Linked DNA regions of Gossypium arboreum: region 2 is linked to region 1. A link is a contact called in public Hi-C data. All regions are on one chromosome and are shown on one strand. Each heading gives the region's core, a stretch centred on a gene start, on an enhancer-like site or on the middle of the called end of the contact. The rest is flanking DNA. Distances are from core to core; before and after follow the strand shown.

Region 1 (6,266 bases), core at 1,349-3,848:
TGCATATGAGTACACTTTGTTGATGCAATAATATTAATAATCTCTTTTGAAATGAAGTTTCTTAATCCTATTGTAAAATTAAAATATATATATATCAAATAATTATTTTTATTTAATAAATCAAATAATTATTTTTAGAAAGGGATATATTTATCTAACACCCACGTAAAAGTAAAATTAAAATAATTTTAAAATTTTTGCACACTTAATATTTTAATGATTTAACTATCATATTTCATATTTCATTCATATAAATTATGTATGTCAAACTAAATTAAATTTTTCAACTATTTATTTTTATGTAAAAAAGTGTCATCGTTCAATAAATATCAATATATACAATATTTTAGATTGGTCTGATAGAGATGTGGAATTGGTTTGAAAACTTACATGCATGACAAGTACAATTACATTGATAAGTTCAACAGTTTGATAGTTAAAATATTAAGAGTATAAAATATAATAATAGGTGCAAAACTACTTTAGATTTATATTTTACACATATATAAATAAATCCACTCCACCATTTTTAATTATATTTAAATAGAATTATTAGTATTTATTTATAAATTTTTACTATTTTTATTGTAGTAATATTATTATTTACTCATGTTACATAAAAACTCATATATAATATATCAAATATTTTCTCATTTATTGTCTCCTCCTAACACCAAACACCTGCGATCATTGACCAATATCTCACTTTCGCTAGAAACACAATGGTGAAGATTTAATTAAATAAAATCCTATATTTATAATGTCTCATCATATATTTTATTTGAGTTTTTAAATGCAAACTAATTTAATTAATTAGTGATCATATTATAATTTATATGCATATAAGTCACATGAAAATTTATTTTGTATGTAGAGTTGTTTAGTTCGGTTCAAAAGTTCGCTCGAAAAATGAGAGGGTTTAAATAAAAGTATAGACTCGAAAAATGAGTTTGCGTAAAAAAATAAAGCCAATTTAGAAAACGGGCTGAGCCCCGAGTCAGATTTTCTGTCCAAGCCTGGCCTGACTCAATTTTTCAATAAAAAAAACCTGAAATTTTTCCATGTTTTGTTGTTGTTTTGCGACTTTTTTGTCACTATTTTGCTACCATTTTATTATTATATTGCTACTATTTTGTTGTTAATGTTTGAATATTATATAACACTTGTTTTATTGTTAATTTTGCTGGTATTTAGATGCATTTTCTTGTTAAGTTGAACTTATATTAGTGTTATTTAAGCATAAAGACTTTTTAAAATTTTATTTTCAATTTGTCGTGAAATATTTATTTTAATGTTTTTAGTCTATTTAATGTATTTTATTTTTTTAAAATTATATAAAATAAAATTTAAAAATTTAATCTGGATTGAATCTAAATTTTAAAATTTTTATTTGAATTGGACTTGAACAAAACTTAGACCCACAAAATTATAGTTATATGATATACCATATAAATTAAATGATCTTTCAAAATTGCGGGGAACTTATAGTATTCACAAAACTAATTTTTGGATATTATCATATCATATGTATGTAAGTCGCATAAAGTTTTATGTCGTAAATTACACCATATGGTTAAGTTTGTTGTTTAATAGCTTTAATTGTGTCTTATAATCTAATTATTTCATATAACTATAATATTTACAAATTTAATAACATTTTTTACAAATGGAAAAAAATCACACATAGCATATTCATATTATATGTTTGACTAAATCCTTGTATTAATTTTTAATCATAACTTATATTCTTTCAAAAAAAAATCACTCTTTCAAAAAAAATTCACTAACTTATATATAAAATATTTATGACATAATTGAAATTTTAAATTAAGTTATTTTGCAAGTTATAATCTGACATGGCATTAATAATTAAAATTCAAATAAATTATCTTCTAAACTAGTGCTTATATGCATACTTAGTGATAATAATGATTATACTAAAAATTATGATTATATTAAAATTGATACAATTTAAACTAAAATCGATGAGTTAGACTACTTGAACTAAAACCTATAAAAACAACCGTACATTATAACTCGAGATCCATGCACATATTTAAGTTTCAGATTTTGGATAAAATCATGTAGCTTGTGCAACTTTCACCTTCATTGTAGTTTTCATTTTATTTTAATAAATAATCTTGTACTTATACTATTTTGAGTATCGTTTTCATACTATTCAAATAAAAAATCCTATAAAAACACATGAACGAATCATATCATAAAACACAAATTCCTAATATATAAATATTTAAGGTAAACTAAATTGAAAGTTACTAAATTATTAATAAATTTACGTTTTGATCACTTAACTTCAAAAAGTTATAAAATAGTCATTAAATTATTTAAAAATTTTAATTTAAAAATCGATGTTATATAATCTTCTTTTATATTTATTTGCATACAAAATGCATGCGAAAATTATTGGACCTAATTAGACCCATCACTCTGACCGGAAAATTAAGGCCCCAAAATCTAATCCAAATAAAATAAACCTATGATTCTTAGTATAGCTAGGGAGTTCATAAATGTAAGCCCAGCCCACCAAGATTCCGAAACCTATAGGGTTGCACTCAACTCGCAGTATATATTACCTCATTTCCTTTTTTCCTTGTTTCTTTACTTAGGGTTTTTGGGAGAAGAGAATCAGAGCCGCAGCTGCCGCCGTAGCCATGGTGAAGTTTCTTAAACCAAACAAGGCAGTTATCGTCCTCCAGGGCCGATACGCTGGCCGCAAAGCCGTCATTGTCAGATCTTTCGACGATGGCACACGTGACCGCGCCTATGGCCATTGTTTGGTTGCAGGGATAAAGAAGTATCCCAGCAAGGTTATCCGCAAGGACTCCGCGAAGAAAACCGCCAAGAAGTCACGCGTCAAGTGCTTCATCAAGCTCGTCAATTACCAGCACCTGATGCCCACGCGCTACACCCTCGATGTGGACTTGAAAGACGTGGTTACCGTCGATGCTCTCCAGACCAAGGACAAGAAAGTGGCCGCTTGTAAGGCAACTAAGGAGAGGTTTGAAGAGAGGTTCAAGACTGGGAAAAACAGGTGGTTCTTTACTAAGCTCAGGTTTTAAGTGTTTTATTGGAATATGTTTTATGCTTATGTAGTTTTATCGAACAATTTTGAATTTAATGACGGGTTTTGAATCTGTTTGGATAAGATATTTCTGGGTTATTATTTTTGTTATATTATGGAACGTGATTTGCTCATTTCTATAAGAAATTTAAGCTTTTGAACTATTTTTTGTCCTTTATGATTTATCATTTTGTCTTAACGTAGATCTGTAGGTCAATGGACGTTGAGAATTGAATCTTTTAATGTTTGAACCTATTATAATGTCATCACTGTCACTGATTTATTTTTGGATTTTTGAATGTTTTAGCTAACCCAAGAAATGGGTATGCTTTACTGCATTTTGAATATGCTTGGATGTGGCTTTTCATGGTTATCGCTGTTTCTGTAAATCTGCATTGATCGGGAGATCAAGCTTTTAGTTTAGGGTTTATCCATTATACAAACTATTTGATTCTTAGTTGAAGTGAGCAACATGTTCTTGTGTTTGGCTATCGGAAGCTTGAGGTAGCGGAGTGGGGCTTATTGAAATTGGAATCATAATCCATATGGGAGGGCTTGATGTGCAAATCCAGTGGACAGAGGTTGTTTGTTACCTATAGTTTACTCGTATAACGAGCGTTGCACTGAACATTATGCACTCGTTACACAACCACCACTTAGAGGAAAGTTCATGAAAGTCAAGCAAATAGTAGGCAATATTCTAAAAAGCAGTGTTTTACATTTCTAGTTTTCAAAATCTGACCTACTTGGATTTTGTTACCCTGCATTGTTCCTTTGGGTTTAAAGTAGTGTTCATTTTTGTTATACCACCTCCGGAAATGGCTCCACATGTCACCCCTTGAACACAATGCCGCTCATGGACTACCTTCGTCAAGAGTACTTGGCCTCACGCTCATTGATTGCTAAGCTGCCTTAGAATGTCTCATTTTCGATCCACGTGGTCATGTTGCACCCTGTATAAAGGGGCAACAAGATGTGACCTTGTCATCAGTAGAACTTTGAACATGGCATCTCCTGTATCTTTTGTATGTAAGTCCTCTCATTCTTTTAACAAGGGGCCATTCCATTCCAATATATCCTCTACCTTTCAACTTGCTCTCCTTCCCTATAACATCTGCAACTGTCCTGCTACCGTCGATGGTTCTCTGCCTTTTAAGGGGGTGAACAAGCCACCTTTCCTACCAGTTAGTCGGTTTCCACCATTATCAATTTTGTGTTTTATGTTGTACATTTGATTCATCTTTTTTGGACTAGATGGCAATTATTTAATTTTACACATTATATAGGTTTGGATTAGCAGTGATTTGCCTAGGGCTTCACATCTATTTGTAGTTACATTATAAAAATTATAAATAAAGGGAGAAATGATACTTTTCTGCCATCTCACGCCAATTATAACTTTTTTATTAAGTTTCTGAAGTTGATACTAATTCCTTTTTCAATGTATAACTGCAATGTCAAAACTAGATTTCTAATAATAAATTTGTTTCAAAAGCCAAATCGACCGCTCATTTTAGATTGTAGTCGTTTTAATGTTTCTTTTATAATTCTTTTAGATCTTATAATGTTAAAAGTTTGATTTTGTATAAGTTGTAGATTTTAGTTCTGAATAAATGATAATAATTAAATTTGTTTGGTTAAATCTTGCTATTAATTTTATATATATAACACAGAATTTAATGAATTTAATAGTTATCAAAGATCAAAATCTTAAAACCCTAAAAGTATAGAGATTAAAAATGATAAATCTATAATTTATACATAGTACATAGGTTACTAATAAAATTTAACCTTTTAAAAACTACAAAAGTCCACCTAAAATTAACCTGAATAAATTAATGTAATAACTATTGTTTCTCTTCTTTTTTAGTTTTTAATTTTATTACGCTGTAATATTTCTATAGTTTTAAATTTTATAATTTAAAAACTATGTGGGAAATGAATTTGGACAATAATACCAATATTTTTATGAACTTATTTGTTTATTAACTCAATTTGCTTCGGAAGTTAGAACATGCAATCTTAATGTACACTGAAATGGTTTCTGGATTACAAAATTCATGTAACATGCGAAGATTGAAAAGGAAATCGTGGTAAATGTTACCTTCATTATCACCTTGTGAAGTATTTGGATCCATAGGAACAAAGTATTATTAGAGGGTGCAACTCCAAATCATGTAACTGTTATTGGAACAATTTTTGAGATGGTAATCAAACTGAAAACCATCCATCACGATAAGCAATGGTTATTCAACTAGAAATCTCTTCATGTATTATATACGAAAATTTCATTTATTATTTAATTAGAAATCTCTTCATGTATCATCTGAATAAGACACAAATTTATAGGAAGAATCATCAAAGGCAAATAAGTTTTTTACATAGAAAGTTTGAATCGACGAGGACATCCAACTTTTTAAGAAAGTTGCTGCAAAATCTATATAGGTGCAAGTGTTATGGCCTAGAACTTTAATATAGTAAATCACGTTATTTTAAACGATTCTTTTGTTTCAAATCTATTTAAGTTAGTTAACTTTTAAAAGTGATAAATCACAAAAGAAATTCTTTCAGACATCGAAATAAAGCAGAAGCAAACTTTAATAACTCTAAATAAAATCATTAAAAGAAGCAAAAAGCGAACACAAAAGCCACAAGAAAGCTAAACACACCAAGTGTTTGAGTAAATACTTTCAATGTATATTTAATAACTCTAAATAAAATCATTACAGATGAAGGAGAGGGATATATTTATAAGTTGAGCCCCCTAGATCCAACGGTATAGTTTAAATTATTAACATCAATATTACAGCCTATCTACAATATGAAAGCCCGAATGGATTTAAACTCTATACAAACTTATTGTTAGAACGATTAATCAACTCAAAATCGTCAAAAAGGGGATGAAATGACCCTTTAAAAATTTACAGTAGCTAAGAAAGTAAATTGAGACAATAAACAAGGCGATATATAGTGGTTCAGCCCCAATTGGCTACTCCATTACCTTAGCTTTTTACAACTAAGGATTTTCCCAAATTTACTAATTTGAAAACCTTTGAGGACAATGTTTAACCTTACAAACTCTCTTAAAGTTTCTATCAAAACCCTAAGACAGAATCCTCTTAAAGAGTAAGCAAACTAAGAACAAACCCTTACAAGATCAGAATGTTTGCAAATTAAGCACAAA
Region 2 (5,983 bases), core at 2,500-4,999, 480 kb before region 1:
TTGTTCTTTTTGTTCAGGTTAAAGAAACAGTACGGGATGTAGTGTACTTGCATAATGAACTCTTTTTTGCTGTTGCTCAGAAAAAGTAAGCCTTCTCGTATTTGCAGTGAAAATTTCATTTTGTCACAAAAAATAAAAAAACAAAGAACAAACCTTGTGTTTGCATCTGCACCGAGTGTGCATCTCATGATCTTTATGATTAGTGGTGCATGTGCCTGGACATAGGGCTGCTGTCTGTTGGATGTAACGCTGTCTTATGGAAGCAAATCATTTATCTTCATCAGTTATACCTATTTAAAATTTATGTTCCATCTATTAATGTTGCCATATTTCTATTATTATGTCATCAGTATGAAAAATACATGCTGCTAATGACAGCCCTTCAGAGCTTTATTGGAGTAATGCAGCTAAGGTGCTTATTATTGTAGGTACCCTTATATTTATAATCGTGATGGAACTGAGCTCCATTGTTTAAAGGTCAGTGTACCTTTCTATGAACACTGCTACTTAATTAGCTGCTATATGTGCATGGTGTTAAGTCATGTATCATCTTCTAGAAACTAGTTAAATTGCTATTCTGTTTCACCTATTTTTTTATATTTTTCTTTGTTAAACTGTAAGAAGATTAAAAGCTTTGGTGAGGTTTGTATTATACCTGAACTTGTTGTTCCAGCTCCCTTTACCCTATAGCTTACACTGTTCTCCTAGAAACTTAAAAATTTCTTCTCTTTAGCCCATATTATCCTTTTCTGTTTCTCTGTTGCATGCCCAAGCTTATGAAGTATGAGGCTACTGTTTATTCTGTGGTTTAGATAATTATTGGGCCTAGCTGTTTATTCTGCAGTTTAGATAATTCATGGGCTCATTAAATCAGATCATGATTCTTTGAATAAGCTACCAAAATCCTTTAGCTATTTCGGGGTTTGAGTTCATTGTTAGCAATTCATTCTTTCTTGGTTGTGAAGTTTACTGTTTATGCATTAAGCAGACTGAGTTACAAGATTTTTTTCAGGAACACGGTGCAGTACTAAGACTCCAGTTTCTGAAAAACCACTTTCTCTTGGCATCAATAAACAAATTTGGGCAGCTTCATTATCAGGATGTTACAATGGGTGAGATGGTAGGCAATTTCCGGACTGGTTTAGGCCGCACTGATGTTATGCAGGTCAATCCATTTAACGGAGTTGTTGCATTGGGTCATTCTAGTGGTACAGTAACCATGTGGAAGCCCACCAGTTCTGTCCCACTTGTAAAGATGCTATGCCATCCTGGACCTGTCTCATCATTGGCGTTCCATCCAAATGGGCATCTCATGGCTACATCTGGGAAAGAAAATAAAATCAAGATTTGGGACTTGAGGAAGTTTGAGGTTATTCAAACAATGCCAGGTCATGCAAAGACCTTGAATTTCAGTCAGAAAGGCTTGCTTGCTGCCGGAACTGGATCATTTATAAAAATTTTAGCTGATTTTTCTGGATCTCAGAATTATAATAGTTATATGACTCATTCTATGGCTAAAGGTTACCAGGTAGGGAAAGTTTTGTTTCGACCGTATGAAGATGTTTTGGGGATAGGACACTCCATGGGTTGGTCTAGTATTCTTATTCCAGGATCCGGGGAACCCAACTTTGATTCTTGGGTGGCAAACCCATTCGAAACATCTAAACAGAGGCGAGAGAAGGAAGTGCACTCTCTGCTCGACAAGCTTCCACCCGAAACAATAATGTTGGACCCAACCAAGGTTGGTACAGTGAGAGCACCACAAAAGAAAGAGAAGCCAACGAAGAAGGAGATAGAAGCTGAAATGGAAGCTGCCATTGAAACTGCAAAGGATACCGACTTTAAAAAGAAAACAAAGGGAAGGAACAAGCCGAGTAAGAGAGCAAAGAAGAGACAAGAGATGATTGAAAGAGCCAAGAAACCGTTCTTGGAACAACAAATACAGGAACATGAAAGGTCTAGAAAGAAGCAGAAAACCAATCCGGAAACTGAAATGCCGAAAAGTTTACAGCGGTTTGTTCGTCAGAAAGCAGCTTAATTATCTTTGATACGATTGCATTAGCCTTTCTAGAAGATCAACCTGTTTTCGTCTTTCCCACAATTTTGTGCTTATCTGACCTAAAGAAGAATTGAAGCCAGGTAGAGGTAGGCACCATTGAAGTGTATTCTCACTGTTCTATACATACAGAAAAGGAAGCTAGAATTTGCTTAATTTTGTTGTGTTTTAGCATGGAACTTGTATCTTGTAGAATGAATGCCAGAAAACTGGTTTTTAAATCTCGTGTTGAGAATTGGCTTTGGGTATTTGTTCGTACTTTTTTCATGGTATTTTGAGTTGAGATTGTATTTATATCATTCTAGCGGTGGATTTGAGTTATGTTTCAGTATTATAGTTTGAAATAGAGTTTGGGTGGTTCAATATTAACGTCTCCCGAGTGCTTCGAGGTTAGGGCACTCTTTTTAGAACAACACCGGACCGATCGGGCTATAATTTGGAGTAAGGGTTGAACATAATGATGATTTATGAAGGGGTATGAACAGATTATTGGTTAAATTATCGATGATTTTTTTATAAATTATTTAATTAAATTAGAAAAATTGATTAGATTAGAAATGGATAGTTTGATTAATTTGATCACCTATTAGTATGAATTGGTAGATTTTTATAATAAATGTTGTATGCTGTCAATTGATTCTTAGGATAGTTTAGTATTAATTTTTAGAAGTATTTTTAAAAGTGTTGTGAAAAAATAATTTTGAAGATTACTCTTGAAAAATAAAATGTTTATTTTAGACATGATGATAATAATGTAATAAATATGTATTTTTAGTTAATATTATGATATTTTAGTAAGAATATAAAATAATTTTTAATATTTTAATATATAAAATATAAATTTTAAATATTTTTAAACAATTAATACTAATTTTTATAAAATTTAATTTGAATATATAAATTATATTTTAACATTTAAAATATAATCAATAAAAATTTAAATATATAATATTATATATTTAAAATAAATTTCAATAGTAAGGTGATTATATACTCAATATAAATATTATATAAAATATTTTATAATAGTTAAAATTATCTTTTATTCTTAAAAATACTTTTGCCAAAAGTAAAAATTAAAAAATTGTTTTTATTTTCGAATTCAAAAGTATTTTTAAACACTTTCGATGTTGGAAGTTGTCTGTTTAATATTATTTTGGCAGAAGCACTTTTGACCCTAAACACTTTTGAGAAGTAATGTTAAACTAAAAGTCAGTTTAGCATTACTTCTTAGAAGCACACTTAGAACAAAAAAACTTTTAAGTAAAAATACAAAAAAAATTTCTTTGGAAAAATATTTTTGACAAAAATTTTAGCTTTAATTTAAAAGTGTTTTTTACCTAAAAGTATTTTTAAAAATATTACTAAATAATTTTAAGCCTTAATTTAGTTGACATCAATATTATTGTTTAAGTAAAAGACTTGAATTTAAGTGTATTAAAATATATTATTTTTCTACTTAAAATTTAAAATGAATTATAAGTAATTTTAAATATTATAATTAAAAAATTATACGTTGAATTTGATTTCTTAAAAGAACAGTTTGCTGGCTGGCACTTAATTGAATGTTTGAATTTTTTTTTTTCTTTCTTATATACCGATAAACACGGCTTTTGTTGAAACATAACTCTTATCTTTGAGTTGCGTATTGGTTTGGCAAAATATCTTACCAGAAAATGGAAACGTGAAAAACATGATTGGGTTTTGGATCATGCACTTACACCCATTATTATTATTATTATTTTCTTTCTTCTTTTTGGACTCATCTCCATCTTTGTATACCATTGCCAATTTGCCATTGCTTTCAATCCAAACACTATGTCGTGGATTTCCTTGTTTTTTCTTGGTAAATTGCCTCACTTTGTCGGAAGAAGAAGCTAAAAGCTGTCCCGTTGCTGCTAGCTCAATCCCCCACTTTCAGCATTAACCAAGGCTCAACAATACTTAATAACCCTTATAATATATAAAAGCTATTATCAGTTCCCATATGAAGAATTGAAATAAGCAGAGGAAAGTGAGTGAAAAAAAAAATGGATAAAACCCAGAGTATTCCAACCATTGATCTTTCAGATTTTCCAGCACAGTATGAGAAACTAAGGCGATCATCTGAAGAATGGGGTTGTTTCAGGGTAGTCAACCACAACATCCCTTTTGAATTGATGCAGGAAATGAAGAAAGTTGTGAGATCATTGCTTGACCTCCCCATCCAAATCAAGCAAAACAACGTCGATGTCATTGCCGGCAGTGGTTATTGGGCTCCCAGTCCTAAAAACCCTCTTTATGAAGCATTGGGTCTCTATGATATGGCCTCCTCCCAGGCTATTCATACCTTCTGCTCTCAGTTGGATGCCTCTCCTTCACAAAGGTCTGCCCCCCCTCCTTTTGATTTTGTCTACATGGGATTGTTCTTGTTCGATTTTAGATTTTGAATACCCAATTTGAAGTTCATATGATTCGACATGTTCAAATGAAATTCGGTTTGATTTATATTGACCCAGAGACACAGTAGCGAAGTATGCTAAAGCAATACATGAGGTAATCATGGATATAGGTGGAAAAATAGCAGAGAGTATGGGATTGAAGGGTGATTACTGCAAGGAATGGCCTTGCCAATTTAGGATAAATAAGTACCATTTCACCCCTCAATCTGTAGGCTCGGCTGGGGTCCAATTACACACTGATTCTGGCTTCTTAACAATACTTCAAGACGATGAGAATGTTGGTGGACTTGAAGTGATGGACAAATCTGGTGAATTTGTAGCTGTTGATCCCTTGCCTGGCAGCCTCCTTGTCAATCTTGGGGATATGGCCACGGTGAGCTAATCATCCCTTTCTTTAGATGTGGCAGTTCGTGTATTCTCGTGTCGTAATCTTGTTGTTGATTCTGATTCAGGTATGGAGCAATGGAAGGTTACACACGGTGAAGCATAGAGTGCAATGCAAGGAGGCGAAAACTAGAGTGTCGATCGCCACGTTCCTCTTGGGACCGAAAGAGGAAGCGGTGGATCCGCCACCGGAACTGGTGGATTCGGACCACCCGCGACTTTACAACTCGTTCACGTACGAGGAGTACAGGAAGCTGCGGCTGTCGACGAAATTGCAAGCTGGTGAGGCTCTTGCACTTGTTCGTACCTGATCTCAAAGAAAGATTGTGTAAAGCATATTGCAATGTAATGAAAGTCCTCCCCTTCTACCCTTTGTTTGATGAATAAAGCATGAATTTGAATTTCCCTAGAAATGAAGTAAAAAGTAAAAATAGTCCATACTCATTTCCAACATATAATGACTGTATATTCCATTGCAAAAGGGGTTGCCTGAACCTCCGGATTTGCATTTTTGCGGAGAAATTGGACCTAAAATTTTCAGATTGGCCTTAAAATCTCTAAGATGTGGCAAGAGGTAAATGTATCATGACTTTGTATTTTGCTCCTTCTGATTAAAAAAAAAGATTGACGCGACTAATTGAATAATCAAATAGTGACTTGTGGTATGTTATGTGTACTTTATGTCAATGTATGAAGATCAATTTTTAGCTGTAGAAATGGATAAAATTCTTAAAATGATCAATTTATTTTTTAATCTAATGTACTGGGATTAATTGTTCATTTTTTAGTAGAAGGGGTAAATTGCAAATTGTGGCAAGACTTGAACATATTTTGTTGCTATTGATGATGAAAATCTTTTAACAATAAAAATGGATAAATTTTTTAATAGAATGATCAATTACTCTTTAATCTAATATATAATAATTATTTTACTTATATTTTTAATAGAAGAGTCAAAATATAATCCCTTATGATCTCAAGATTTGAACAGATTTTGTTGCTATTGACCTTCAAAAAAGTGATACTGTTTGTTAGCTAAGCATTGTACAAGTTATATTAATCTTGTATTTGTTTATAAATGCGGCTAAATTACGCAGCAGGA

Evidence for each region. A called contact is a pair of places that touch in the nucleus more often than the background predicts.
Region 2: a contact with region 1 is called in a Hi-C map of leaf, with 4 times the contacts expected there. The contact joins the promoter of LOC108468206 here to the promoter of LOC108466565 in region 1. A contact is called at or near these places in 2 of 5 Hi-C or Micro-C datasets (both in leaf).

Annotation. Positions count from the first base shown.
Region 1 is chr7:14,114,930-14,121,195 of ASM2569848v2, reverse strand. It overlaps LOC108466565 (60S ribosomal protein L27-3-like), which reads left to right and starts at 2,598. Exons shown (of 1, transcript XM_017766943.2): 1 at 2,598-3,246. The coding sequence starts at 2,673. The coding sequence ends at 3,080.
Region 2 is chr7:14,595,204-14,601,186 of ASM2569848v2, reverse strand. LOC108468206 (2-oxoglutarate-dependent dioxygenase DAO-like) reads left to right here and starts at 3,749. Exons shown (of 3, transcript XM_017769101.2): 1 at 3,749-4,421; 2 at 4,555-4,870; 3 at 4,950-5,339. The coding sequence starts at 4,087. The coding sequence ends at 5,192. It overlaps LOC108455842 (probable U3 small nucleolar RNA-associated protein 7), which reads left to right. Exons shown (of 7, transcript XM_017754406.2): 5 at 18-85; 6 at 429-477; 7 at 1,013-2,425. The coding sequence ends at 2,038.